Linked DNA regions of Hordeum vulgare: all the other regions are linked to region 4. A link is a contact called in public Hi-C data. All regions are on one chromosome and are shown on one strand. The core of a region is the stretch at or near the end of the contact, and the rest is flanking DNA. Distances in the headings are between cores, read along the strand shown.

Evidence for each region. Hi-C and Micro-C count contacts between places; a contact is called where the count stands out from the background.
Region 1: a Hi-C map of leaf shows a contact between it and region 4, with 4 times the contacts expected there. The contact joins the promoter of LOC123401703 here to the promoter of LOC123401201 in region 4. A contact is called at or near these places in 2 of 6 Hi-C or Micro-C datasets (both in leaf).
Region 2: a contact with region 4 is called in a Hi-C map of seedling, with 2.2 times the contacts expected there. The contact joins the enhancer-like site here to the promoter of LOC123401201 in region 4. A contact is called at or near these places in 2 of 6 Hi-C or Micro-C datasets (leaf and seedling) and 1 of 1 datasets of contacts at active chromatin or transcription factors (embryo).
Region 3: a Hi-C map of leaf shows a contact between it and region 4, with 6 times the contacts expected there. The contact joins the promoter of LOC123401529 here to the promoter of LOC123401201 in region 4. A contact is called at or near these places in 4 of 6 Hi-C or Micro-C datasets (leaf and seedling).
Region 5: a contact with region 4 is called in a Hi-C map of seedling, with 5 times the contacts expected there. The contact joins the promoter of LOC123402539 here to the promoter of LOC123401201 in region 4. A contact is called at or near these places in 3 of 6 Hi-C or Micro-C datasets (leaf and seedling) and 1 of 1 datasets of contacts at active chromatin or transcription factors (embryo).

The regions. Positions count from the first base shown.
Region 1 is chr6H:127,314,559-127,319,756 of MorexV3_pseudomolecules_assembly, reverse strand. LOC123401703 reads left to right here and starts at 3,240. Exons shown (of 2, transcript XM_045095558.1): 1 at 3,240-3,650; 2 at 4,973-5,198. The coding sequence starts at 3,366. The coding sequence ends at 3,629.
Region 2 is chr6H:126,594,592-126,600,003 of MorexV3_pseudomolecules_assembly, reverse strand. No RefSeq gene overlaps it. Among protein-coding and RNA genes, the nearest start is that of LOC123402750, 61 kb to the left of the region's middle. Within about 2 kb of position 4,028, at least 3 of the 3 cell types and tissues checked have open chromatin away from gene starts, as enhancers often do. A contact at or near this core is called in leaf and seedling, where this site is marked.
Region 3 is chr6H:126,511,359-126,516,664 of MorexV3_pseudomolecules_assembly, reverse strand. LOC123401529 (transmembrane protein 230-like) reads right to left here and starts at 2,457. Exons shown (of 2, transcript XM_045095357.1): 1 at 2,028-2,457; 2 at 597-1,028. The coding sequence starts at 2,217. The coding sequence ends at 907.
Region 4 is chr6H:126,887,903-126,893,635 of MorexV3_pseudomolecules_assembly, reverse strand. It overlaps LOC123401201 (protein STRUBBELIG-RECEPTOR FAMILY 3-like), which reads right to left and starts at 2,738. Exons shown (of 16, transcript XM_045094938.1): 1 at 2,220-2,738; 2 at 1,190-1,319; 3 at 1,043-1,111; 4 at 760-825; 5 at 595-666; 6 at 429-500; 7 at 265-336; 8 at 114-179. The coding sequence starts at 2,340.
Region 5 is chr6H:127,293,837-127,299,203 of MorexV3_pseudomolecules_assembly, reverse strand. It overlaps LOC123402539 (translation initiation factor IF-2), which reads right to left and starts at 2,690. Exons shown (of 2, transcript XM_045096463.1): 1 at 1,404-2,690. The coding sequence starts at 2,495. It overlaps LOC123405210, which reads right to left. Exons shown (of 2, transcript XM_045098988.1): 2 at 3,014-3,564. The coding sequence ends at 3,014.

The DNA.
Region 1 (5,198 bases), core at 1,991-4,490, 430 kb before region 4:
CCCTTATTTATCTTTATCCATCCTAGTTTGATCTTTAGCTATTCTGAAATCTAGTCAAATAAAAGTTTAGTTCAATATTTATCTCTTGAGTGCTAATTTCATGATCTATCATCTATCTATGTAATCGAGTGAGAGTTATATAATAAATTTTAGTTTGAGTTTTGCTTCTTTACTTACTTGCTGCAATAAAAATAAAGAAAATAATGAGAAAGATCATCTGCCAATCTTATAGTAAGTAGTGACATCACATAAGGAAAAGTATAAGTGGTAAAAATTGTTGAAGGTTGACAAACATAGCATTGGTCGGTGATGCAACACTTGAAAGAATTAACAAGGGAAGAGAAGATTTACATGCAAATACACTATCCTTGACATCTTTTATGATTATGAGCCCCCATTAATTATAATATGCCAAAATTGTTGACATTGGACAAGGAAGACAACTTTGTGATTTATGCTTGCTCACATTCACATATAAGTTATATTGTTATAGATCCTCCAACATGTGGTGCTTGCCCAATACCTTTGATAGACAAAAAACTTCGCATTAAGTAGAGATACTACTTGTGCATCCAAAACCTTAAACCCAAAACCATGTTTCAAGAGTCCACCATACCTACCTATGGATTGAGCAAGATCCTCCAAGTAAGTCGTGATCGGTGCACAAAGAAATAGAAATTGCTTCTAAACATGTTTGATCATTTAGATTAAGGGAAAATTAAGCATTGTACAAACTTGTGATGGGGATGATAAAAGTGATGGACTGCATAATAAAGGTTGCCATCACAAGAGGCAATATAACGTAACGTTCCTTTGCACTAAGAGATTTAGCATACAATCGAAAAGCGCATGACAACCTCTGTTTCCCTCTGCAAAGGGCCTATATTTTACTTTTATGTATTTACTTTTGTGCAAGAGTCAAAGTATTTTCCTCTACTTCCTTTATCTTCTCTTTGGCAAGCATCATGTGGCGGGGAAAGATCTAGACATATATATCTAGCTGGATGTCGGTGGCCATGAGTTATTATTGTTGACATCACCCTTGAGTTGAATACGTTGGGAGGCAATACTATAAGCCCCTATCTTTCTATGTGATTGGTTGAAATCTTTTACTCATATGTATGCGGCGAGTGTTAGCAATCATAGAAGACTAAATGATGGTTGAGTATGTAGACTTGCTTAAACTCTCCAACACGTGACCCTTCCTGAAGATATGATGAATTGTGTTGCAAAGTTGACTCAGACCATAGTTTACTAGTTTTCAATAGAGTTTATGCTTCATACTTCGATGTTGTGATGAATTATCACTTGTTTATAAGAAGCCTTTATGATAAAAGTTATATGATGAAAATGCTGCGATGAAGTATTTTATAAATTTTTATTTGCTATTATAATAATGAGCATGATGCTGCTATGTCTATTTTTGTTTTTATCGACACCTCTCTCTCAAAGCATATGGTCATTATTTTCACTATCGACTTTCGCTTGAGGACATGCGAGGTCTAAGCTTGGGGAGAGTTGATACGTCCATTTTGCATCATGTTTTGTTACTGTTATTTATAGTGTTTTATGCATTTTGCCACTTGGTGGAGTAATTCTAATGCATTTTCTCTCATAATATGCAAGGTTTACATCAAGTGGGAGAATGCTGACAGATGGAATTTTGGACGTGAAAAATTACGTCTCAGATACCTATTTTGCACATCCTCAATTGGGCTGAAAATTTACGAAGATTATTATAATAAATAAATAAATACTGGAATGAAGAAGTGCCCGAGGGGGCCCACCAGGTGACACACTAGGCACGAGGGCGCTAGGCTCACCTCGTGCGACCTGATGTCTAGTGGGCCACCTGGCCCACCTCTCGCATCCATCGGGCCCACTAGGTACCAGGGCACGCTTGGGGGTGTGGGGGCTGGAGCGCCCTGGTGCCTAGTGGGCACGAGGGGGGGCTCTGGTGGTTCTTTGCCCCAGTATTTCTCTTTTCTTCCAAAAAAAATCGTGAAAAAGTTTCATCCAATTTCGAGAACTTTTATTTCTGCACATAAACAACACCACGATAGTTCTACTGAAAACAACGTTAGCCGGGGTTAGTTTCATGCAAATCATACCAAAACCATATAAAATTGTTGTAAACATGGCAATACTTCATAAATTATAGATACGTTGGAGGCGTATCGCCAACCAACCATAGGAAGATCTTTGCACTCGCGGGGGGCACCTTTTCCATGTCTGCCTCGAGAAGGGTGCTCACACGGAATCATGGAATAGAGCTAGATAGCAAGATTTGGCTGAATATGCTCCATTGTCGGTCCAATGTTAGCAAATGTGAGCAGTGCCTCGTTCAACTTCTGGAATCCGCGACCGTTCATGGTGAACAATTTGTCGAAAGCCTCGGAGAAGTCGCCCTTTGATGATCGACCAACATGCATGAAGGAACTCGGAGGTGAATCCATCGGGGCGAGGCGGCTTTTCGGTGGGAAGATATTTGACCGCATGCCAAATTTCCTCCTTAGTAAGAGGCCTCTAGGGCTCCTCAAGGCAGGACTGGCGTGCGTCGATGAGGTCCAGGTTGAATGGAAAAGGCACGACTTTGGGTAACCCAAAGGATGGGGGTGAAATGCTCGTGCATCGCACGCGCCATGCTGATCTCGTCTCTCGCAATAGATGCCCCATGATGCAGTTCGGTGACGAAGTTTTTTTATGCCGGTGGGATGCATGGATCTTGTAGAAAGCATTGTTGGTCTCTCCCTGCTGCACGAAGGAGAAGCGACAGTGTTGTCGAGCGATGGAGGGAAGCGAGGTCAAGGTAGGACCCTTTGAACTTCTGTCGCACTCAAGTCTCCACGCTGCGGCGTGGCATGCCTATTCGAATCCTATAGAATTAGCAATGAGTGTGAGATGCCACGGAAAAAAAATAAAGGAATTGTAAAAAAAGTTGGAGTGGATGTTAGATTTTCTACGAAATATAGTATAAAGGATTTCATACAAAAAAATCCTATTGAATCCAATCATATGAATAAAAGGACCTACCTAGGAAAAATTCCTAGGATTTCAATCCTCCAAAAATCCTATAAAATTCCATGAATCATAGAGGCCCTTATAAGTTTTTTAGGGATTGTATCCTTTTGGAAAGTGAACAGGGCTGCGGCGATATATCTAAAGAGATGGCCCGGCATTACCTTGGCCCTTATCACCGTAACATTTAAGCCCAGCCCAACCCAATACTCCCCTGATTACCCAAACAAATCCCCCACCTCCCGTGCCATTTCATCCGCCCCTCCCTCACCGAAGCCAACGACCAAACGAACCCTAGACTCCGAGCGCACGAGGAGCGAGAGAGGGAGATCTCCGAGGTCGCGGCCATGGCGATGCGTGCGCTGTACAACGAGATCCGCGCGATGAAGGTGCGCGAGGTGCCGGCGTACCTCAAGCCCCGCCTCACCTGGGCGAACGTGAAGAAGAGCACCGACCAGGCGGTGGACCGCTACATCGAGAAGTACATCGAGACCAGCTCGCCGGAGCCGATCTTCCATATCTGCTTCGGCGGCATGGCCTTCTCCTACCTTGTGGGCCTTCCCCAGGAGCGCCGCCACCTCGAGCACCTCGAGAAGCACGGCGGTCACTAGATCCGGATCCGCCTCGCGCAGGTGAGGGTTCGATTGTACCATTTCTGTTTTCCTGATCCGATCCGGTGGTGCGATGAGATGCTTTTCGGGTGATTGAACCCCGTCTGCTTGACGATTGTCGTATGGTTTTAATTTAGTTAAGGCCGCATGGATGTGCTGTGTGGTAGGTTAGATGCAAATTGTTCTTGTGGGGACTATGGACATGTTTGATGAATTGGGTGTGGGTTTGTACGAATTTTGGCTGTCAGTGAATCACTTGTGTAGTGGCAATTGATTGGTCTAGATATGACCGCCAATATTGGAACTGTATGAGGATCTGAATGATCTTGGTGTGATCTGTTTCACATGCACTTCATTCTTCCAGTGTATTGTTCAGCACCCTTTGAGTTGTATTAGTATATATTGTACCAGTGATGCAAATTCTCAAGACATCCTTGAGCTTCACAACGTTCAACCACTTATGTAGTTTGCACTTCGCTGTTATAGTTATGGAATAGCAAAGGAAACTGTTGAATGGCACATTTGTTGGGTATCATGTGTGATTATAGCTTGCACTGTGTATTGTGTTGGCTATGCATGGTTTGGAACTATGGCGAGAGTTGTATCAACCTTGAAGTTACTGCAGGCCGTCTTTTTGTATCACTATTTTGTGCATTTATGACATTGCATATCACCATATGATACTTTAATATAGCGGGGTAAGATTTATTAGCTGTATTCACCTTCTGTCATTAGTAGGTTAGATCAATGGTTATCAGATGATATGTTAGAAAAATGATTTAGCAAACCGGTTTAGTGTTCTGTTGAACTTCATATGTCCACATGGATTTAAGTCATTTGAAGGCCTTCTCAATAGTTTGTCACTTTTGAGAAAATGAATCATTGTTCATTGACATTTGGAAGTCGTTTTGCTCCCTGTCGAAGGGACAGCGAGTTAAAGTTAGTTAAATTCCATGATAGTTTGGCAGAACCTTTCTTATAACTAAATTGTGTAGGAACATAAGTGTGACTTACATTCTGTATGCTAAGAAGAAGCTAAGATCTTTATGTACCCTTCTAAGAAGATTGATAAATATAATTATTACGTATTGATCCCAACAAAAACAGCGAAAGGCTAAACCCGATGTTGCATTAAGTGATATCTTGTGTACTACTGTACATCAGTTATATTATACTCCCTCTGTCCCCAAATAACTGTCTCAACTTTGTACTAGCTCTAGTACAAAATTGTACTAAGCTTGAGATACTTATTTTGGGACAGAGGGAGTATGTGACACCATTGAGTTGGAAACATGTGCAATGTTGACTTTGTTGTCCTGACCCCCTTTATCTATGTTGTGCAGGAGAGCTTATCTACGGTTGATTCAGGATGGTGTTCTCCGTTTTTCTTCTACTGATGGGCTACCTGGAGTTGATTTTATTTGATGGCCGGTTTATTTTGTGTCGGAAAGCAGCAACAAACTATCTAGTCCACTGTTATGTTCCTGCGTGTCCTATCATAAGCAACTTCAAACTGGAAGTGCATGCATTGTGATTAAAAACATTTCCAAGCGAATCGAGTACAAGTTC
Region 2 (5,412 bases), core at 2,779-5,278, 290 kb after region 4:
CCCACCAAAGTTTCCTATTAAGCATGTTAAGATGTTCACATAATCCTCTTGGGAGCTTGAAGCAAGACATTGAGAAAACTGGAATGGCTTGTGCAACTGATTTGACGAGCACCTCTTTACCTGTTGTTGACAAAGTATTCTCAATCCATCCCTGAACTTTGCTCCACAAGCGGTCCTTTAAATATTTGGAAGCCACGTTCTTATAACTTCCGATATCTGACGGCATACCCATGTATTTTTCATTGAATGTTTCATTAGGAACATTGAGCAGATTCTTGATTTCCCCACGAACATTTTCTGACACCCCCTTGCTGAAAAATATAGATGATTTGGCAAAGTTAATGTGTTGGCCTGAGGCTTGGCAATAACTATTCAAGACTAGGTTCACCTCGTTTGCTCCACTACTATTAGCCTTACAAAATAGCAGGTTGTCATCAGCAAATAATAGATGGTTAACCGGTGGTGCCGAAGTGGCTACCTATACACCGCTCAAGTTGGATGACTCTCTTATGGATCTTAACACGCACGAAAGGCCCTCTGCTGCTAGCAAGAACAAGTAGGGAGAAATTGGGTCCCCTTGTCTTATACCACGTGTTGGCTCAAACTCTTCTAACCTCTTTACATTGAGCATAACAGAAAATTTAACTGTGGAAACCAGCCCCATAACTATGTTCACCCATTGTTCAGAGAAACCCAGTTTCAACATAACTGCTCTAAGATATGGCCATTCGACCCTATCGTAGGCCTTCATCATATCAAGCTTTAGGGCAAAGGCTTGGTGTTTCTTAGCTTTGTTTCTTTTCATAAAGTGGAGACACTCATGAGCTGCTATGATGTTGTGAGTAATCAATCTCCCTGGTACGAAAGCGGATTGCTCCTCAGATATAATGTCAGGTAGCACAATTTTCAGACGGTTAGAGATCACCGTTGAAGCTATCTTGTATAGCACATTGCATAGGCTGATAGGACGAAACTGGGTTAACAGGGTAGGATTTTTTACCTTTCGGATGAGAACCAAAATGGTCTCATTAATGCATGCTGCAGATTCCGTTCCCCCCATGATTTTAACACCACTTTCGTCACCTCCTCTCCACAGATCTCCTAGTGACGCTGGAAAAAGTGAGCTGGAAATCCATCCGGTCCACGAGCCTTGGTGGGAAACATCTAAAAAAGGGTTGTTTTCACTTCTTCGCTACTGTACGGTGCATTCAGAGCCTCGTTCATATCATGTGTGACTTTGCATGGAACAATATCCAACACTTGCTCCATGTCATGGACCCCCTTTGTTGTGTATAGATTTTATAGAAGGAGGTTGTCATCTCTTCCATCTCGGACACGTTCTCTCTCATTTGCCCGTCCGGCTTCTGTAATGCTTTGATTTGGTTCTTCCTTGTCCGACGACTAGCACGTAGATGAAAAAAATGGGTGTTCTTGTCTCCATGAACAAGCCAATCTACTCTAGCTCGCTGTCTCCACAAGATTTCCTCTCTATGAAATAGTTCAACCAGTCGGTCCCCTATTTTCGTCTCTTGCCTCGATGGTCCGGTTCTACCCGGTATTTCCCGCAATATCTTGAGCTCTTGTTTCAGATCCGCTATCTCCTTTCAGACATTGCCAAAGTGCGTGCGATCCCATGCCGTAAGTTCTCATGACAGCGAGAGGAGCTTGTCTTTAACCTCGCCAACCGAGTCTCCCGGACCAAAAGCCCATTTACCACTCACAACTTCCTTCAGTGATTGCTCCCGCTCCCAACAAACCTCATATTTGAAAGGCTCCGGCCCCCGTCTGCACCCTTGCGTTTCTTGCAGCCGCAGCAGAAGAGGAGCATGATCAAATGTAGTGGCTGTTAGATGTTCCACCGAGGCAGTGGGGTAGGCTATCATCAAATCTAGATTTGCAACACCCCTGTCCAATCTGACTCTCGTAAAACTTCCTCCAGCGACCTTCTTCTCAAAAGTCCAAGATTGTCCTTTGTACCCTATGTCGGTCAGACCACAGGTATCCAGTGCATCGTGGAATGCATCCATGTGTGCTTGGCTGCGGTTACCCACTCCATCATGTTCGTGTGCATGGATTACCTCGTTGAAGTCTCCTATCGCCACACATGGCAAACTGCCCGTTCCTGCAATGCCTCGTAGCATATCCCAAGTTCTATGTCTTTCATTCACTTGGGATTCACCATAGACGAAGGTGATCCTAGTCTCTATGCCCGTCAATTCTTTTACAAGAGTATCAATATGGTATTCCGAATAACCAAGAATTTCTAGCTTTATTTCTTCATTCCAAAAAATGCCTAGCCCCCCACTTCTACCAGAGCTGCTTACAACAAAAGTTTTATTGTATCCTAGAGATCCTACCAGACCCTCTACACGAGAACCTTCTATTTGTGTTTCAAGTATGCATACAATAGAAGGGGCAAATTGATTCGAGAGGTCCCGAAGCTCTCGAACTATCGCTGGTTTGTAAGCCCCACGACAATTCCACACTAAGCAACTCATTGCGCTAGGCGTGACCCACTATTGGGGCCCACCAAACGCGCATCATTGTTAGTACTTGCCACTCTATTCTTCCCCAGGTTCTTTTCTGCCGTGGACAGGTTGGTCTTGGATCTATTTGGTTCATGCTTGGACGAAGGACTGGCCGGAACAGAGGTGTCTGGGGCATGGGAATATCTCCCTGTGTTGACGATGTGGTTCCTGGAGCAACGAGTAACGGTATGTTTCCGAGGGAACCTCTCTTACGATTCATGTCTGCCTCCTCCATATCGGCATCGACACCATCCTCATGCATAAACCTCTCATTAGCAGTTTGTCCTCGGCTCTGGCCGCCTCGACCAGAACGTCCGTTGCCACGACCTCCTTGAGCTCTTGTTCCTCTTCCAGCTCTCCCTTCACCAGGCCCCCGACCCGGTCCCAAGAACCAGGTAGCACGCAGATCCTTGAAGACTAGGGCTTTGGGTGGATGAACCCCGTCTCCACATTCCTTGTGCAGGTGCCCTAGATGGCCACAGACGAAGCACCAGTCAGGTAGCCTTTCGTATTTGACTCTAAAGATCTCCCTCTCCCTGTTCTTGACCAACGAAACAGCGTTCCTCAAAGGTTCTCTGACATTGATCTTGACACGAACACGAAAGAAGTTCCCTTCAAAGTCGTGGGATTTTGGCTCAGCGAAAACGAACTCACCGATAGTGCCAGCTAGCGACTTGATCAGCGGGAAGTATCCCTCCGAAAAATCATGAATCTGCGCCCAGATCTCGATCTTGTCCAGAACAATGGTGGATGGTCGAGTAAACCCATCATATGGCGCCTTGACCACATCCTTACCTTTGAACGACCAGGGACCTTCTTCCATGACCCTCTCCCAGTCTCCGAGGCACTGAAACTGGAGGGTGTAGAGACTCTCCTCAAGTGAGCGAATTTTTACTTCTTGCGCTAGATCCCAGGTGACCCTCATCGTGCCATAAAACCAACATTGGTTGTAGGATTTGGGTGTGTGCACTCTAGCAATCGCCATCCAACGTGTGGATTCTTCGGGCAGATCCTTTTCATCGACCACTACATATTGCAGATTCTTTTCATTCAGACCTAGCTCCTCCATCATCGCCTCCAGATCAGAGGTACCCGAGGATGAAGCTTTCGACGCCATGATCTCTCTCGCCCGTGAAAAGACCGCGGGCATTTTGATCCTAACCGAACCGCCGACGTCCCCCCGGCCGGGAGCACAAGCCCCGGCTAAACGGTGGCGTGGGGAGGTCGTAGGGGAGCAAGACCTCAACGTTGATGACGAACGCCGCCGTCGCCTACGAGAGGACAAAAACCCTAGCAAGAGGGGAGAAAGTTAAAAAAAAAAAACTAGTTGCTCTCCCGAAAGAGTGCCCCCCACGATTCAGAGCGCTGTAGAAAAACGAAGCAATATCGGCCTGGAATATTGTTTGTTGGGCCGGGGCGCCATGTGCTGGTACAAGGCCCAGGCAGAGTCTTGTGGGTTGGCGGCACGTGTCAACCTCTCATATGTGGCGTGTGCAGGACTGCAGCTATAAAATGCAAGGGTCTTCACCAACCCTAAGAACATCCCATCCATCGCCCCTCCCTCGTCACCCCGCCGCCGCAACCATTCCTCTTTCTCATTTCTCATGGCATTTTTTTTTTGCTTCGTTTTAAGCTGTTTGAGTTCGTGGAATTCAGATCGACTCTGCCTGTTTCTTGGATTCATCCATCTACTTGGATCGATGGTTTTCTCTTCCGATGATTCCTTTAGTTCTAGATCGCGATGTACTAGGGCTCTATATCATGAGTCAACAGCAGGCGCCGTTCAATGGGGTCCTGTCTGCCGCATGGAGCCTAGATTGACAGCCAGGAGAAGATTGTTTGGAGATCCATCTTCTTTTAATTCCAAGCCACAATATCTGGCTATACTTCCGAAACCAAGATCACGTAGATTTTGCTTTGTTTGAATCTTGATGACTTTGTTTGGAATTTGTTTTGACACGGCTCAGACGAACGGGTGCTCGGTTGTATCCATGGACGAGTTGCCCTTTGCACAAAGTGCCGAGAGAGACGGACGGTCGCTTCACGATTGGATGGGCGCGTCGTGTGCTCTTGCCCCATCCAAATTTAAAGCGGCCATACTTACCCCCATCGACTTCTGTTTTCGAAAGTTTTTTTCTTCACGCCTATGTTTTATTTTTGTCAACCCTTCACGGTTTTCAGCTTGCAAATACTGCTGTCTGAATAACAGGCTGACGGGCAATACATCATGATACGTCCTAAATGCGTCAGATCTAGATGTTGAACTGTTTGTTTGTTTTTATTAAAAATGTCTTCTTGTGGCACCGGCCGAAGATTTCGTCTCTGCAACGTAAGAGGAACTAAATCGACTGCAGAAGATTTCGTTGACATTCTCATTAAATAAGAGGGAACTAAATCGACTGCAACGTAAGAGGAACTAAATCGTCATCATCAAGTTCCAGTTGACATTCTTGGTTCTGATGTTTGTGGCGACAAAACTGATCGTACCGTTTAATGACGACAGGAGAACCGCTCGTGAACTGTCCTTATCTGCACACGATCAACTGTTCATAAAGAACAAGTAACACCATTTGATTGGATATGATAATAAGAAAATTTCAAAATACTCCATGAAGGAGTAACTCAATGTTCCACCTTATATTAAATATATCTAATTATTAATGAGAATTACCTGTTGAAAACAACTGGAATATATATATATAATAAAATGAGAATTACCTGTTAGCAACATATAAGTGTTTAAATCGTTTGCTGATGAACTATCCGGTCGCAGCCAAGCTGGGAAGCTCTGATATCTAATATAATTGATGTTAGAGAAGCTATTATATCCTAACTTTTGTCTGGTAATTCGTACAATTAAGCAATTTAAATTAATTTATAAATT
Region 3 (5,306 bases), core at 1,208-3,707, 380 kb after region 4:
CAGCCGCGAGAGGAAAACCCGCATTTTCCCGGGTTGGGGTTGGGATTTTGCCGCGCCCCCTAAAATATTTTGCGGGCCGAGACGGAATGTGGGGTTTGATCGGACAGGTTTTTCCATCCCGACCCGCATTTTGACGGTTATTTTACGGGCCGGAACGGAATGCGGGGCCTGCTAGAGTTGCTCTAAGTTACTACCACTATGACCAGTCTAAGGCCTAGACTAAGCCCTTCTAGGCCTCGTTTGCATGCGATGTAATTAATTACATGTGTATTAATTTTATATGTGTATTTTATCATGGCTAAAAGATTTTCAGACGGAAACAAAACGGTGGGAAAAGATCTACAGAGGTATTTGAGGCGAAACGGTAATCCCAAATAAATTTTCTATAGAGGTATTTGAGGCCAAAAGGTAATCCAAACAAAGCCTTAGGGATTTCAATACGAACTACATACGAATGTATATAAACATATTCTAAAACATTGATTCACTCATTTTGCTTTGTATGTAGTACATATTGAAATCTCTAAATAAAGACTTATATTTATGAACGGAGGGAGTAGATTACTTAAGAGAACCCATAAAGACAGATCAGAGAATGCGGGCAACAGAGGATATTACTACACAGTAACATATTCCACGCGAACAAACACTACAGTCTCCTTCCTCGCAGACACGGGAGGCAGCACACTCCAGCAACTCAACATAATCACACAGTTGACAACCTTTCTGCCCACTACACCATAATGCATGATTATGGTAGCATTTATATGCACAAATCTACCAGTAGTTCATTCTACAAAGTAGAAGGAATGTATACATAACGAACAACAGGACACCAAGGCTGCTTGCTTTATCAGTAGAGCCATTTGATGGAAGGACCCGAACAAGTTTGCAAACACATGTTCTTTAGATTGGTGGGATGTTTGAAAAAGAGAAGCCCTTGTATCCTTTGTATGCGTAGTAGGCAATTCTTGTGTAGTAGAATCCAGGTATGAACATTACAATGCCCAAAACCATGAAGAATATTCCTGTTCCAACAAAAAAGTTGCAATTGTAGTCAAAGTTTATTGAAGCAGATATCTTCATGAGTGCGACTTTAATATTGATATTGCATCACTATTCTGAAAGGATGAGAGTCAACGAGCAAACAGAATTTTAAAGCTTTTTGTGTGGCAAATCACATCTTAAGATCTCACATGTACACCATGCTACAAGTGACATCCTAGCATAAAGCCACATCATGATCACATATATTACAGATGAGAGGAATTTTGGATTGCTTCTAACCTAACTACTTCCTCTGTTCCTAAATATAAGTCCATTTAGAGATTTCACTACGGAATAAATACGGATGTATCTAGACATACTTTAGAGTGTAGATTCACTTATTTTACTCCGTATGGACTTATTTAGGAACGGAGGGAGTATCATCTACAAATTTTACAGTTGTGTAATCATACTAAGCGTTTAGTACCCAGTCTCTGTTGCTCTCACTGCTGGCTTTCCTGAAGCATATCACTGAAGCATTGTTCTGAACAGCAACAACAAAAAACCACAATCCCCCCCCCCCCCCAGCACGGTTCACTGAATTTTAACTGTGTTGACTAAAAGCCTCTCACCAAATGCAAACAGCTCATGGACATCTAAAGCCGCTATTATATACTCTCTCCATCCGAAAAAGCTTGTCCCTCAAATGGATGTATCTAGCACCAAATTAGTGCTGCTTTTTTCGGACGGAGGGAGTATTTTTTGCGGTCAAGTTTTTCATCAATCACATGTTCTATAACAAAAAAAAGAGAAGTAACATTTCCAGCTCCCAAACACCAACTCCGAAATACTAATATATATATACATGTCCCAGCCAAATAAACATCAATCAATTGCTCTCACAAGTAACAGCCCTTGAAATACCAACTCTAGCTAGAAATACTATCCCCAAATATTCATACAGCAGTAGTTAGAAAATTGCAGCAACTTCAGGGTCCTAGATGCAGTAACTAGGACCGTGAAAGGAGATTCGGTCTCACCGTGTGCGGTGTCACCGCCGACTTGGTTGGCGGCCATGAAGAGGCCGGCGACGACGCCGAGGACCCCGAAGGCGAGGAGGGCGGCGGCGAAGGCGATCTCCTTGACGGGGGCGCCGCGCGGGCCCCCTATGGCCCCGCCGACGAGGTCGTCCTCGTCGGTGATGGAGAAGGCGTGGTCCACGTAGGCCATGCCGGGCAGGGACTAGGTAGGGTTTCGCGAGGTGGATTCGCGCGCCGATCGTGGTTGGTGGTGGTTTGGTTGGGGGTGGAAGATGCAGCGCAGGGGGGAGAGAGAGAAGAGAGATCGGCTTGGTGGGTCGCTTGCCGAAGCAGATTTGGATTGGATTGGACGGGAGCGCCGGGTCAACCCGTTGTAGTATATACGACGCGACGGCGATGGGCTACAATTCCGAGGCGCGTCTTTTGGAACCGGTCCTGGCAAAGCCCAGCTATATAGAAGCATGCTGACTTTTGAACCCTGTGTATTCGGTTTGGTAGGCTGCATTATAGGGAACTCCTACCTGGCCTGAGCAACTAGTTAGACGATCGCATTTTCAAGAGCATTCTAACAATCACTCCCACACATCGTCATTTGACGCGTTTTCAGCCATCGTCACGTGTCATGTTTTAAGTGTTTTTTTGTATTTTATTATTTTTATTATTTCGCACGTGTTTTTGGTTTTTTAGAGTGTTTTTTTCGATTTTTTACGCACGGCCGTGCCTTCCGAAAAGAAAAGAAACGCGCTTTCTGCTTTTATTTTTCCTACGAGAAGCACGGTTTTGCTTCCGCGAGACGCACGATTTTACCATCGCGAAAGGCACGGTCGTGCCTTTCAGAAAGGAAAAAAACGTGTTTTCAGTGCATTGCAACGGGTAGTAGAGATTTCTTACCTGAGACGCTATCATACTTATGCTTTCCCACTTTAAAAATATGATGACCAGAAAATAAAGAATTTATAATGCTTGTCACTCTTTTGTTGACACGTTGCCTTCAACAGTAGGGGCACACCCTCCACGCCATCATGACCACTTCCTCGAACATTATCCTCGGGCCTCGATGAGGATCGATTAGGGTACGCAGAGCTGCGAGACGGATAGTACAACGGAAGGTAGTCCTTCCCTTCCAGATGTCGTGCGGGGCGAAACATGGTGCGAGTAAGATGCACCGCTATCGCACTCTCTCTATTCTCCATCCCTCGCTCTCTCTTCCCTATCTTACTGATGACATCGATGACATCCAGAGTTGAGGAATATCTTGATGGTTAACAAGTATCAGCGAGCTTCAAATACCTTCTCATTAAAAAATGTTTCTTTTCAATATGTCACTCACTTTTAGTTATTATACTTTCCCAGTCTTAAAATAAGTATCTCAACTTTCTACTAACTATAGTACTCCCTCATTTTCTAAATATAAGTCTTTAGATTTTAATATGTACTTTTGAACTACTACAAACCAAAATTAATAAAATTATATTTTAAAATATATCTATATATATATATTCGTATTAATATTTTTAAGAAGACTTGTATTTAGAAACATAGTTTTAGAAAATAAAAAATCAATGCTAACACACGTGCATCCAGTAGCTTCTAGCCGGTACATGACAAATTTCCTTTCGTTTCATTAAAGAAAAGCACTGACCGCCCTCTGCGTCCTTATCTCATCGCTACTCCTTTCCTTCTCTTATACTACACACCATTCCTTCATTTTTGGACTAATCTTCTTGTCTCACATGCCCGTAAAGCACCTTTCCTCCAAGCTCGTGGTCTCAATGCAACATCAAAACTCAGATTTTGCTTCGATTTGTTTGCTCTTCTGATGATCTCGTCCTAGCCATGACCAAAACGTTTTGTTGGTTGATTGATCAGGGTGGTGTAGAGAAGGAAGGGGAAAGGGGGCACCATCCACGACGATGTCGCCGACGCCGTAGAGCGAGATCCTGTAGTCCGCCAGCGTGTAGAGCTTCGCCTTCAAGGAGCTCAAGACGGCCACCAGGAACTTCCGGGCGAACATCGTGCTTGGCGAGGGCGGCTTCGATTCAATGTTCAAGGGATGGGTCGACGAGATCACCTTCGCGTCAGCACGGTTTGGCACCGGCATGGTCATCACCATCAAGAAGCTCAACCAGGAAGGTTCTAGGGCCACCGTGAGTGGTGTTCAGTCTTCACCCATGTGTTCCTAATTTATTTCTGAATTTTTGATTGTATGCACATTCAGAATAAATTTGTTGCTGAAATTTATAAATCTTTGCTTGTATGCACATTCAGAATAAATTTGTTGCTGAAATTTATGAATCTTTGCTTGTACACACATTGAAAACCAATTTGTTGCTGAAATTTCCGAATCCCCATGTCATCACTGAATATATGTTCTTGACTTCGGATGTGCGGGCTGAATGAACTACCTCAGGCAGTTTTCGCACCGCAATCTCGTGAGGCTCGTTGGATATTACCTCGAGGACGAGCAACGCTTCCTCGTTTACGAGTTCATGCCGCGAGGGAGCCTCGAGAACTATCTTTTTAGAAGTACAGTACTAATTAGCAGCCAACCTTCCTCTCTTCTTCCTCACTCCTTCCTCTCTTCCCTAATCGGCGGTCAGCCCTTCCCTTCTTCCTCCATCTTTTTTTTTCTCTCCCGTGCTTCTTTTCTCTATACGAGCCTCTCCACAAGTTTGTATTTCTCTACAGAGAGAGGGCCATGGTCGTCCGATGCCCGAGCGCCGACAGCCAAAGACTTGTCGGCGTCGAGACCCCCTCCATGCCATCCCCATTTTGCCAGAGACCTGCACCAAGTCCCATCCATTGCTTGCGCCACCCTTTGGCTCCGCCCCGCAGCTCTGCAGCCCGAGCGCTTCATCTGCCTCGCGCTCGAAGCAGAGCACAGGAGGTCCCTGCTACGAGCCTCTCCAGCACCGGCAAACTAGTCGGCCGACGCGGCCTTCTACTCGCTTCACCATGAACACACACCTACCGCGACGGCTCGCCCCATTCCTGGGCTGGGGCAACGCGGACGGCCGCCGCAACGCATCACCACTCCCTTGGCTCCCGACCTGACCCGGCTCGCTCGCACCGATGTCCATCGCTTCCCCGCCATTCCCCGCCTCACGGAGCCCCGTCACCGTCGTCCTGCGTCATCTCCCGATCGGATCGGAAGGGACACCGCTGGATCTGCAGCGGAACGTGCACACAGGGATGCCGAAAGAATAAATCAAACCGTTTTTCTCCCCTCACCATGGACTGCGGGTTGAACATCATAAAACAGGAGGGCTTTTTTGTAAA
Region 4 (5,733 bases), core at 1,489-3,988:
CAATCAAATTCTTATAAAATCAACAATTAACTGATCAAATAATTGGCAATGTTCTGTTTTATATTTTTTGTTGTGCTAATATAAGTGAATCAGCAAAGAGAATGTGGATATACAAATCACCGAGGGGCAGACTCTGCAACACATCAAGGGTCCCAGATAGTTGATTATCTTGCATGCGCCTGTGAAATAGCATGTTATTAGAAAATCTAAAAGAAAGTAGCCAAAAAGGAAAAATGCAAGAAAGAAGTTGTAGGCTAGACATACAGGGTAACTAGAGATGACAGGTTTCCCAACGAAGTTGGTAATGGACCACTGAAGTTGTTGGAAGAAATATCCCTGTGAATTGTGATGAAAGCTCAAATGTAATCAGCAAGCTGGATGAAGATTAAGGGCGAGTACCAAAAAAGAGAGAAATATGCTAGTCCTACAGGTTTATAAGTCCAACAAGGGAACCAAAAGCATCTGGTAGTTGTCCATCGAGATGGTTATCATTGAGTGACCTGAGAAAAGAAGGAATGACAGATCTTGAGTGAGACAGCTTGCAGAGGAAAGTAATATGTGGCTCTTTTGCTTTCAGGGAAAATGATAAATTACATGGCTGTTAAACTGTTAAGTTTTGATAGCGACATCGGGATGCTTCCAGTGAGTTGGTTGTCCGAGAGAAAACTGCGCAGTATGTAATCAGAAACACTTAAAAGGAACTGCACGATTTATTTATTTTTTGAACAAGGAGCTGCACAATGTAAGAACAGAACTTACAGATTCCGCAGTGTAACAGGAAGATCATCTGGTATAGTTCCGGTGATTTTGTTGTTGCTAAGATTTCTACAACAAAGGAGAGTAAATACTCAGAAAGCTCAATCAGGATAAGAGGACAACGTAACTTCTGCCTATAGTTACATGTACCCCTTGAAGTTCTTAATTCACCCATGGAATATAGTTTTTTTTTTCTCAAACACCCATGGAATGTATGACAGGATAATTAGATGATACAACTATCAAACATGAGTGAGGGAATAAAATTGACGACGAAGGCCCTTACATTGTGGTTATAGCCGTGAAGTTTCCTAGGCTTCCAAGCTGTCCTCCCATCGTTGCAGCAACAAAATTTCTACAGACAATGAGTTGATAAAAGCCCAAAATATAAAAGTTCTACCAGGGAAAGGAATTTAAAGAATAATTGACGTACATCGCATCTATACTTGAGCCAATACAATCAACACCCTGCCACTTCTCACCGCAGGGGTCTCCACCATTTGCAGTCCATCCGGGAAGAGCTGGCGATCCAAGTGCAACATACAATCCATTTATAGCAGAAACTGCATGCAAAAAATGGAAGGGCAAATAAGCCATTAGGAACGAACAAGATGTATCGTAACATCGGTAATGCATAAAAAAATACATCCACATACTGAATAAAATGCAACTGCATTTACAAATACAGTGCCACTTGTGCACAAGGAACAGCCAAATTTAGCCACATTTTACATGACAGCTTTCTATGACTGAGACCTATGTTGGCCTTATTAATCAGAGGGACTGCAAGCGCAAGTTAGATCAAAGCTTGCGTCCTACCACAAGCAACCTAACCAATCTTCCATGACATTATGCTGCATTTTTTGTTTTCGCTGCAACCAAATCCTAACTGAAAGCAGACACGTATCTCCCCCATTGCCATCGGCAATGATGATAGTCTGCAGAACAGGCCACCACATTGCTTCAGTAGCAAAAACATCGCTCTCAGCCTCCACCCTCCACATCGAAAAGAACATTGGAATTGTCTGATGTCACGACATCGTTGCTTCCACGAACAGGCACACAAATCGAATGGGCCCATGACCTCCAGGAGTACGGCACAAGCCCACACCCCTACCCCTCACCAATCTGCCGCACCAAGCTGAATAATCAGCGGAACCAAAACCCAGCACATTTCTCACCACCCACTGGTGCAACGGTAGCGCATGGAAATCAACGCCCCCTCCACCGACAAATCGTACGCCCCTCCCGAACAATCGCTGCACAGCAGCACAGCCCGTTCAAACCGGGCTCGGCGGTACGAAATCCAATTACTAGTAAGCCAGAGTAAGCAAGCAGAGCAGAGCAAAGCCAGCAACCAGGGTCCAGTGGGGAGCTCACCGTCGGCGGCGTCGGTACGAAATCCAATTAGTAAGCCAGAGCAAGCAAGCAGAGCAAAGTCAGCAACCAGGGGGGAAGCTTACCGTCGGCGGCGTCGGTGAGGGCGAGCGCCCGCGGCAGCAATGCCACCGTCGTGGCGATCAACAGCAGCGGGAGGAGCAGCCGACCCCCCGCCCGCTCGAGGCACCCGCCTCCCGTCCGCATCCCTCCCTCCGGCCTCGGGTTAGCGGACCATCAGCAGACGCGCGCGCGCGCGGGAGCAGCACGGCGCGGCGGGAGCAACCGCGGCGGGCAGCGATCGCGGAAACCGAGGCTCGCGCAGATCTAGAGAGAGAGGGAGGGAGGGAGGGAGAACTGGCAGTGGTGACTTGGGGTTTTGCTTTTCTGGTTCGCCCCCGTCTGGTTTTGTTGGCTTCTAGAATCTAGCAGCTGTAAGGGGGAGGAGAGAGAGAGAGAGAGGTAGGTCTCCTCCGGCTGGCTTCTGGGAGTGGCGGCGAAGTGAGAGAAACGGAGTGAGGGAGGGACGACTACGAGTGGCGTGCGGGAGCAACGGGCGTGAAAAAGGCGGAGGGAGGGAGGTAGATAGGGAGCGAGTGGGGAGTGGGTGAGGGGTGATGGGGAAAGGCGACGAGAGGGAAAGAAAAGGGTTTAGGAGGATTTTTGAGGGGGGAAAAGGGGAGGGAATTTGCGTCCTGGGCGTTGATGGGTCAGGGCGTTGATGGGATTTTTATTCTCGCGACGGGAGGCTGGCTGATGATACCCACCGAAGCCGAGCAGGGGAAAGGGAATGGGGCCCTGCTGACACGGAGATCCGTTGGGTCGGGGGCGGAACCTTGGATGGATGCCATCGTCATGTTTTGCGTGCACGTGCTAGCTGTGGGGCGGATTGTCCCGTTTGTCTACCCATTTGTATTCCCAGTATATTATTGTTGGCTTTAGGGAAAAAAATGATCTGGTTCTTCCGTTATTTTACTGCAAAGGTAAAAAAGAAAAGTAGGGAAATGTTATCTGCCGAACGTTTTGTAGAAGGCGTTTTCCCATCGAGCGCGCCAAACTTCTCATGTCATACCAACTGAAGTTGTCATGGCAATTTTCATAAATTTGAGGACTAGGTTGTAGCCTAGTGGCAAGGGTGGGTAGTGGCTCGTTATGCGGCTAAGGTTCGAATCCCGTTGTGGTCGGATTTCTGATGCTCACCCTGAACGGGATTATTCTATAAAGCTAAATCCTGGATGCTAGTGTTCATGGATCTCATTTTTGACAATTTTCATAAATTTACCATGATTGGTGGCAAAAGCTGCCATGTAGCGGAAGGAATGGCAGAAAAATCTCCATGTTGCACAGAGGAATTGGCATTCATTCGACTGTGATCTAACAGCTTCAAGGACGTCCGTTGGAGCCCTAAAACTCTGATTCTCCATCAGTATTGGGGTCCAAAAACTAAAAACACATAATTACAATGTCACACTTTCAATGATGCGGGATTTTGCGTGCAACAAAATTCATACAACTGCAAGTTGAACATTACAAACAAAGTTTCTTTTTACGAGCGGGAGAAAAAAATCCTATTAATATGTGATGCAAATAACAAATCCTTAGGAAATTGTCTAAATATTTGAATCCACCTAAGTTCTTATACAACCTTTGAAGCTAGAACAAATAAATACCGCTAGCTATTTTTCGCCTATCCACCGTGGGCAAAAATACCCTACTTAATTGCGACAGAAAATAATCAAATCTACGGAATATATGTGATTGCATATAAAATATGACCCAAGCAATACGAAAGAAATGGCTTCAATCTACATTGGGATACTGCAAACTATGGAGGAGTTTCAACCTACCATGGTAGGTTGCTGATTGTGTGCTAATATAGGCACATCAGAGATCAAAGCCTTGGCCGAGGCGTATACATGTGAGGTTATTCAAAATTGGATGGATGGCATCGAGATCAAGTTTGAAATTTTAGTAATAATGATTGCTCCAATAGGCTAATGTTTTCATCGAGTTATATATGAGGAATTATTTCATATGTAATACATGGAGGTTATTGGACGAATATGTGATGAATCTCATCTAGATCAAGATATGCATTGAGATCATTGAGTTAAAAGAGATGAGTATATTATGATCGGGAAAACAAGTGAAAAGAACTTTCAAGGCATAAAGATTGAGTTCAATGAGTGAAGCAAATATGGCAAGGCAAAATTTATGCGAAGAACAAGAAATGGTCATGATGTAGTTCATTGGAGGAACTCATAAGTGGCCATCAACGGGCTTTATGAGTTGAGTCGTGAAGGACCAAGATCTTGACTGGATGAATAGAAGAAAATAGTTCAAGGTAAAGCCATGGTGAGCTCAAGAGTTGATAAATTATCAAGGCAATTGATTGAAACGGTCAATTCAACCTGTCGTTCAAGAGATTGTGATAGAGAATAAGGAAGATCCAGTGATGACCAAGATGATACTCATGGTGAATCAATGATGGGTCACCGATGATCATGCATGGCCTTGCATTGAAGAGACAATCCTTAATAGCTCATGTGAAGATGTCATCAAGGTTGAAAAGACCAAGTTCAAGATAAGAACCCCGAGAGAATACATGCGCAAAGCTTGTGGTCCATTTTTTGTAATGTACAAGTGAAAATGTGCTTAGTGAACTGCTTGTCATATTAGAAATCGAGGAGTAGATTTATTAGCTTCACCAAGCAATTGTGATCTAGAGAAGGACTTTGGCTTGAGGTAAGCATACGGGATGTGATGTCTACTACGCAACTTTATTCTTGTAGACATTGTTGGGCTTCCAAGTGCAGAGTTTTGTAGGACAACAATAGTTTTTCCTCGAGTGGATGACCTAAGGTTTATCAATATATGGAAGGTGTAGGATGAAGATGGTCTCTCTAAAACAAACCTGCAATCAAATACAAGAAATCTCTTGTGTCCCCAACACACCCAATGCAATGGCAAATTGTATAAGTGCACTAGTTCGACGAAGAGATGGTGATACAAGTGTAGTATGGATAGTAGAAATAGATTTTTATAGTCTGAATAAATAAAAACAGCGAGGTAACAAATGGTAAACTATAGCAAAACATTATATAAATGCTTAGAAACAAGGCCTAGGGTTTATACTTTCACTAGTGAAATCTCTCAACAATGCTAACATAGTAGAATCATATGGTCATCCCTCAACATACAACAAAGGATCACTCGAAAGTTCCTATTAGCGGAGAACAAAATAAGAAGTTGTTCTAGGCAGCGAACCACCTCAAAGTTATTCTTTCCGATCAATCTTTTGGGTTGTTCCTATAGGTGTCACAAACAGCCCTAGAGTTCGTACTAGAATAACACCTATGATACATATCAATCAACCCTAATGTCACCTAGATACTCCAATGTCACCACAAGTATCCGTAGGTTAATTATTCGACATGCATCAAACAATTTCAGATTCAGCATATTCAATCCAGTACAAAGAACTTCAAAGAGTACCACGAGATTTCTATCGGAGAAGATAGGGCAAGAACGTGTATCAATCCCTATGCGTAGATTACACCATTGTCACCATGGGAATCGAGAAGTTGAGTACCAAGACAT
Region 5 (5,367 bases), core at 1,441-3,940, 410 kb before region 4:
TGGATTAGGGAGACCTAACACAAGAAAACAGAACTCTAGCTTATCTGTATTTCAAATGTATGTAGAGGTCTTGAATTAGAGGGAGTATCCAATACCCAGGCACAACCTCGTCACATCATCACCTTATTCTTTTATTTATGCATATTGTCAAAGTAATGTTGTAGCTCATATTTAATTTAAAATTAACTGAAGTACTGAACGCTGTGTGAATCTTGTCAGATTAAATAATAAATACAGAACCTGCTCTAATTTTGTCAATTCCATGTAGTGCGATTTTGCTTAATAAAGCTACCCGTTTAATCTAACAAACTGTGCTTTAATATAACCTAAACTAAAACAAGTTTGTCTTGGCTCACAAGTCCCATCTGGTATAGGCAATCAGCAAACCCATTAGGAGCGTACATACTCAATGCAAAATAATAGGTACCCCCTCCAATCACTAAGATGTTCTGACTTTTTTATAAATCGGATGTATGTAGACACATTTTAGTGTGTTTCTTCACTCATTTCAGTCTGTCTGTAGTCTATATTGAAATATCCAAAACATCTTAAAATAATGAACAGAGGGAGTATATTACTACTCCCTCCATTCCATAAACCCCGACACTTAATTATGGAACAGAGCGAGTACATTGTAATAACAACTAATTCGTTTGGTCACAGCTTTCTGAAATTATATGACTATATTACGAGTGAAATATTTTTTCTGCAAAATGTTAAATATACTGTGACAACTGAAGTTCAAAGTTGCATCTCTATCAAACGGAGTAATAATAGCTTCAATAGTTCTTTACTGAACAGAATGGTAACTTTTTCATTAATTTTATTTTAATTGTATGTCCAATAGCACAAATTTATACAGAAACATGGTTTAAACCATAAGCTAGATTAGCTAGTATACTTATCGTTAAGTCTAAGGAAATATGAATTGGCAAATTATATGGTTCATTTCGTAACAAAACTTAATTACATGGTCATCTACTCCAGTGATGATCTGGTGATATTGACAACACCCTTGAAAGCATTACTAGCATAATTACAGCTTGGAGAAGTTATCAATAGTGACTTATCATTTGTCAGGTACAGTACTTGATATGTTTACCTTATTGGTGATGATTTGCAAATTAAAAACTAAAATTGTGGCAAGCAAAAACCCACTACCAAGAGTAATTGCTGGGGACTGCTATCAGGACCTAAATTGCATGAATAATGCTGCATGCGTACTACACTGTCTGTGTATCACTTGAAAAAATAAAATATGATTATCTAACATTGACTAGATATAGTAGTGATGATGGCTATAAGGTGAAGGAAAATCGATCAAAGACAGTAAACTGAGCACAATGACAATGCAGCAAGAAGCAAAAGTCATGCCATGTTATCAGGGAATGATTTGTCTGTACCTGGTAACTAGGACCAAAGGCCATCCCTGTGAGCTTGGATTTGTCCTCCCTTGGACGGTTCTTGACCAGCTCTGCCTGATTCACCTCTATAATCTCCATAGGCATATCCCTCCTACCTCTCTTCACTCCAATCCTGCCCAATTCTGGTGGAAGTGCTGGCTCCCGCATTGGTGGAGCTGCCATTGCCACCGCCTCAGCACTGTAACCTCCAGTATATTCCCCTCCACATGGCGGCGCTGTCGAATGCCCGTATCCACCACTGTGCTCCCCGCCATATCCATTGCCATACCCACCACCTTGCTCTACTCCATATGCTGCATACTGTGGTTCGGTCCCATAATTCAAATTGCTATTCGGATCCAAACCATAATTTGCATAATAGTTTGGATCCCATGCATAACCTTCGTACCCATTAGCATTTCCAACTCCAGCATCATAACCCTGGTGTTGGACGTCTCCAGCTCCGACACCAAGACCCTGTTGTTCTTGCTGCTGCTCCGGAGCAGGCATGGCGTCCTCATCACTGCTTTCCTCAGGACCGTCCTCGTCGGCAGGGCCAGTATCGGACCTTTCTGGCGCCCCTCTGTTGACAGCCGAGCTAGAGGGGCCAGCAGCACCAAGATTTGACCTCTCCGGCCCGGCGGTGTCTACGGCCGACCTCCTGGCTGCGCCGGAGCCAAACCCAAGCGAGTGCCTGGGCGCCGGGAGGAACGAAGACACCGGCCCCGATCCAGCAGACAGGGGCGGGGGCGCCTCGCTGGCGCTGGGACGGCGCTTCTCGGCGTCATCCTCCTCGTCCGAGCTGACTCCGGTGGTCTGGCGGATCGGTGGCGGGCGGAACTGGACGACGCGCTTAGGGTTTCCGGAGTAAGCGGAGGATTTGGGAGGTGGGATGGAGGAGAAGGTCGGGGCGGATTTCGGCGCCGGGAGCGACGAGAAGATAGGCGCCGACTTGGGCTGCGGGAGCGCGGAGAAGATGCCGCCGGCGGGCTTTCCGCTGGCCTCGCCGCGGCGGGTAGCGGGAGCGGGTGAGGGGATGCTCTCGTCGGCGTCTTCATCTGAAGAGGCGTAGGTGGCAAGAAGCGAATCCATGTTTGCGGCGCGGTCGTCTGGGGCAGGAGGCAGACGGCCGCGGCGGCTTTGGGGTTTGTTTCGAGTTGGAGTTGGAGTCGGAGTCGGAGTCGTCGACGGTGAGCGGAGGCGGTGGTCGGGTAAGGTACGGGGAAGTGGGGGGAGTTTCCTGGGCTGGGCTTCGGCGGGGTACTTTTTATGTAACGGGCTGGGCTTCACCCTTTTTTTGAGGAACACTATGATTTCCATACTTAAACTGGCAGGGCTAAAACACTGGCCTGTCGAACGAGTGCACCAAAAAGCCGTCGGAAACGTTTAAAAACAACTGGCAGAAATCATCCGGGTCGCCTGCATGCCAGGGGTCGCGATGGGATCAGGCTCAGGATGTAAATGGACATCTCACCGGGTGTTGTGGTACTTGAACGCTCTCACCGCTACTTCTTATATGGGATTATGTCCTAGTCCAATTATTATTTTATGGCGTATGTGATGTTCACATAGTGCCGCGTATTTACAAAGCGAACTGATACAGGGTGCATTTATGGTAGAAACCGCTCCCGCAGCTTGGCCCCCTCGTCCCTGAAGCCGGCGTTGTCGCGCAGCAGGCGTTCGCAATCCCTGATGACGCGGTTGAGCTGGTCGAGCAGCTGGCGGTTGGCGCCGTGGAGGTGCACCACGTGCGCCCACAGCTCGCTCAGCTGCTTCTGCTTCCTCATGCGCGATAGCCGCGCCGACTCCCGGTTCAACACCATCCGTCGCCGCCGCCGCTCCTCCGCCAGGCTGCAGTGCGCCTGCTGGTACTCGTCCGAGTTGGACGAGTTGTTCCCGAACGGGAGGAGGGCCCCGCCGCCGGTGGCCTCGTGAAGCAGTTGTGCGACGACGTCGTGCTGCTGCTGGTGGTGGTACGAGGAGGAGAAGGGGGACGACGTCGCGTGTGGGACCAGGAGGCCGCCGTCGTTGTACGGGAAGACGAGGTCGTCCGGAGCCACCACCTGGTAATGGGGCCTGAAGGCGGCGGTGATCGCAGCCGCGGCCGACAGGTACGGCACGCTGGCAGCTTGGGGTGTCGGGGAAGGAGATGAACACGCCGCTGGCGTTCATGGGCTTAGTTGGGCTGTTCACTAACGCCACTTATTTTTAGGTGATATCCACAAACGCCATTTAGACTGTGATGGGGTTATAGTCATAGGGTAGGGTCATAAGCCTACCTTATAGGTCCTACCCAAGGACCACCCTTCATAAGGGACAAGGCCCTTTGTCAGCTCCGACTGAACTAAGGAATTCCCATCATCCAGTCGGTAACAGACATCCGACCATCCAGTCGAAGGCGAGCATTCGGAGCGTATCGATCGGACCGACTGGATTCCACTCTGTACATCGTAACCCCCCAGGAGGGAAACAGTCGTACGTTTCCTCACGCTTTTATTAGCATTTAGGTCGTACGTTACCTGTAACGTAGGTATTTATTCGCCATTATTCCACCCCTGCGCACCGACCGTTGTGAAGGGCAGCGCACTCTATATAAGCCACCCTTCCCCACTGGTGCAAGGGTGAGCAACTCATTGTATTCCATATTTCCACTCGACAACAAGCTCCCTGAGCACTGAGACGTAGGGCTATTACCTCCATCGCAGAGGGGCCTCAACTCATACAACCTCGCCATAGCTAAGGCTTTGCCCATCCTTTTCGTATCCTACACATCTACTGTCAGGCTTATACCCACGACAGTTGGCGCCCACCGTGGGGCAGGCGTCTAAGCGACTTCCGGCGAGTTTGCGACTACTTCCTTTCATCATGTCGTCCGGTGGAGGTTCGAGCATGGGTCACCAGATCTTCTTCGGCGCTCTCTCCTTCATCATCGACGATTCGGCGTGGCTTCGGGATGCTCCTCTCGACGTCGAGGCGCTTCCCCGTCGTGGGGCTACGCACTTCCGTGCCGGCGCCCTCGACATCTTCTTCTCCAACAGTCGGCTCTGGTGTTGACCTGCATCGCCGTCACGCGCCGCAGCAAGCGGTCTCGCCGTCCGCGGCTCCAGCGTTGGGTGCAACACGCCCAGGCGCGCCAGAACACGTCTTCACAAGTGGCGGTTCTAGAGTCCATTGTGGTTGCCCCGCTGTCCCAGCACTCGGACTCGGTTCCGACTGAGTTTCCTTCCGAGTATGCGGGTCGCGGACCCGCAGCTGAAGTCCACATGGCCAACTCCCATGAAGATCCCCGTCAAGCTGGCCGGAGCGAGCGCGAGGTCAGCGAAACGTCCGGCGCGCGCCGTCCACCTCGCCGTTCTGCTAGTCGGCACACTCGACGGAGCAACATAGAGTTGTTCCGCACACCCCTCCTCAACTTGGCTGCGGCTGCCAAGATAGCCGATTCCCTCCAGCCGACTGATTCAGAGGATGGTAGAGGGATCGAGCAGATCCGAGCCCTGTTGCACACGGCGCAGCAGCAGAATTCGGCGGTCTCCCAGTCGCACAACAGGATCCATAATAGTTCTGTTCATGCGAATACGCATCGGCCGGTTCACAGCCCTGGTTCCCATCAGCGGCACAGGGGAGGCAGCCGTTCCATGAATCACGAAGATCGCCGCCGTTCACGCACCCCTCCGCGGGGTGGGCCCTATGGGTCCCGACATCATGATGATCGGCGTTAAGTCGACGATACTTACGACCCAAGGCCCGACGCAAGAGGGCATATCGCCCAGCGAAGGGTCGACAGGGGCCGAGCCCACCGCGATGGTCACGATATGGACCGTCCAAGTGGAAGCAGGACCATCGTGTCTGGTCCCGAGTGTTTTAGTCGAGCCATCCGCTCGGCTGACATCCCGCCCAACTTCCGATTGGCGACGGGAATCATCAAGTTTACAGGAGTGTCCAAGCCGGAAACATGGCTAGATGA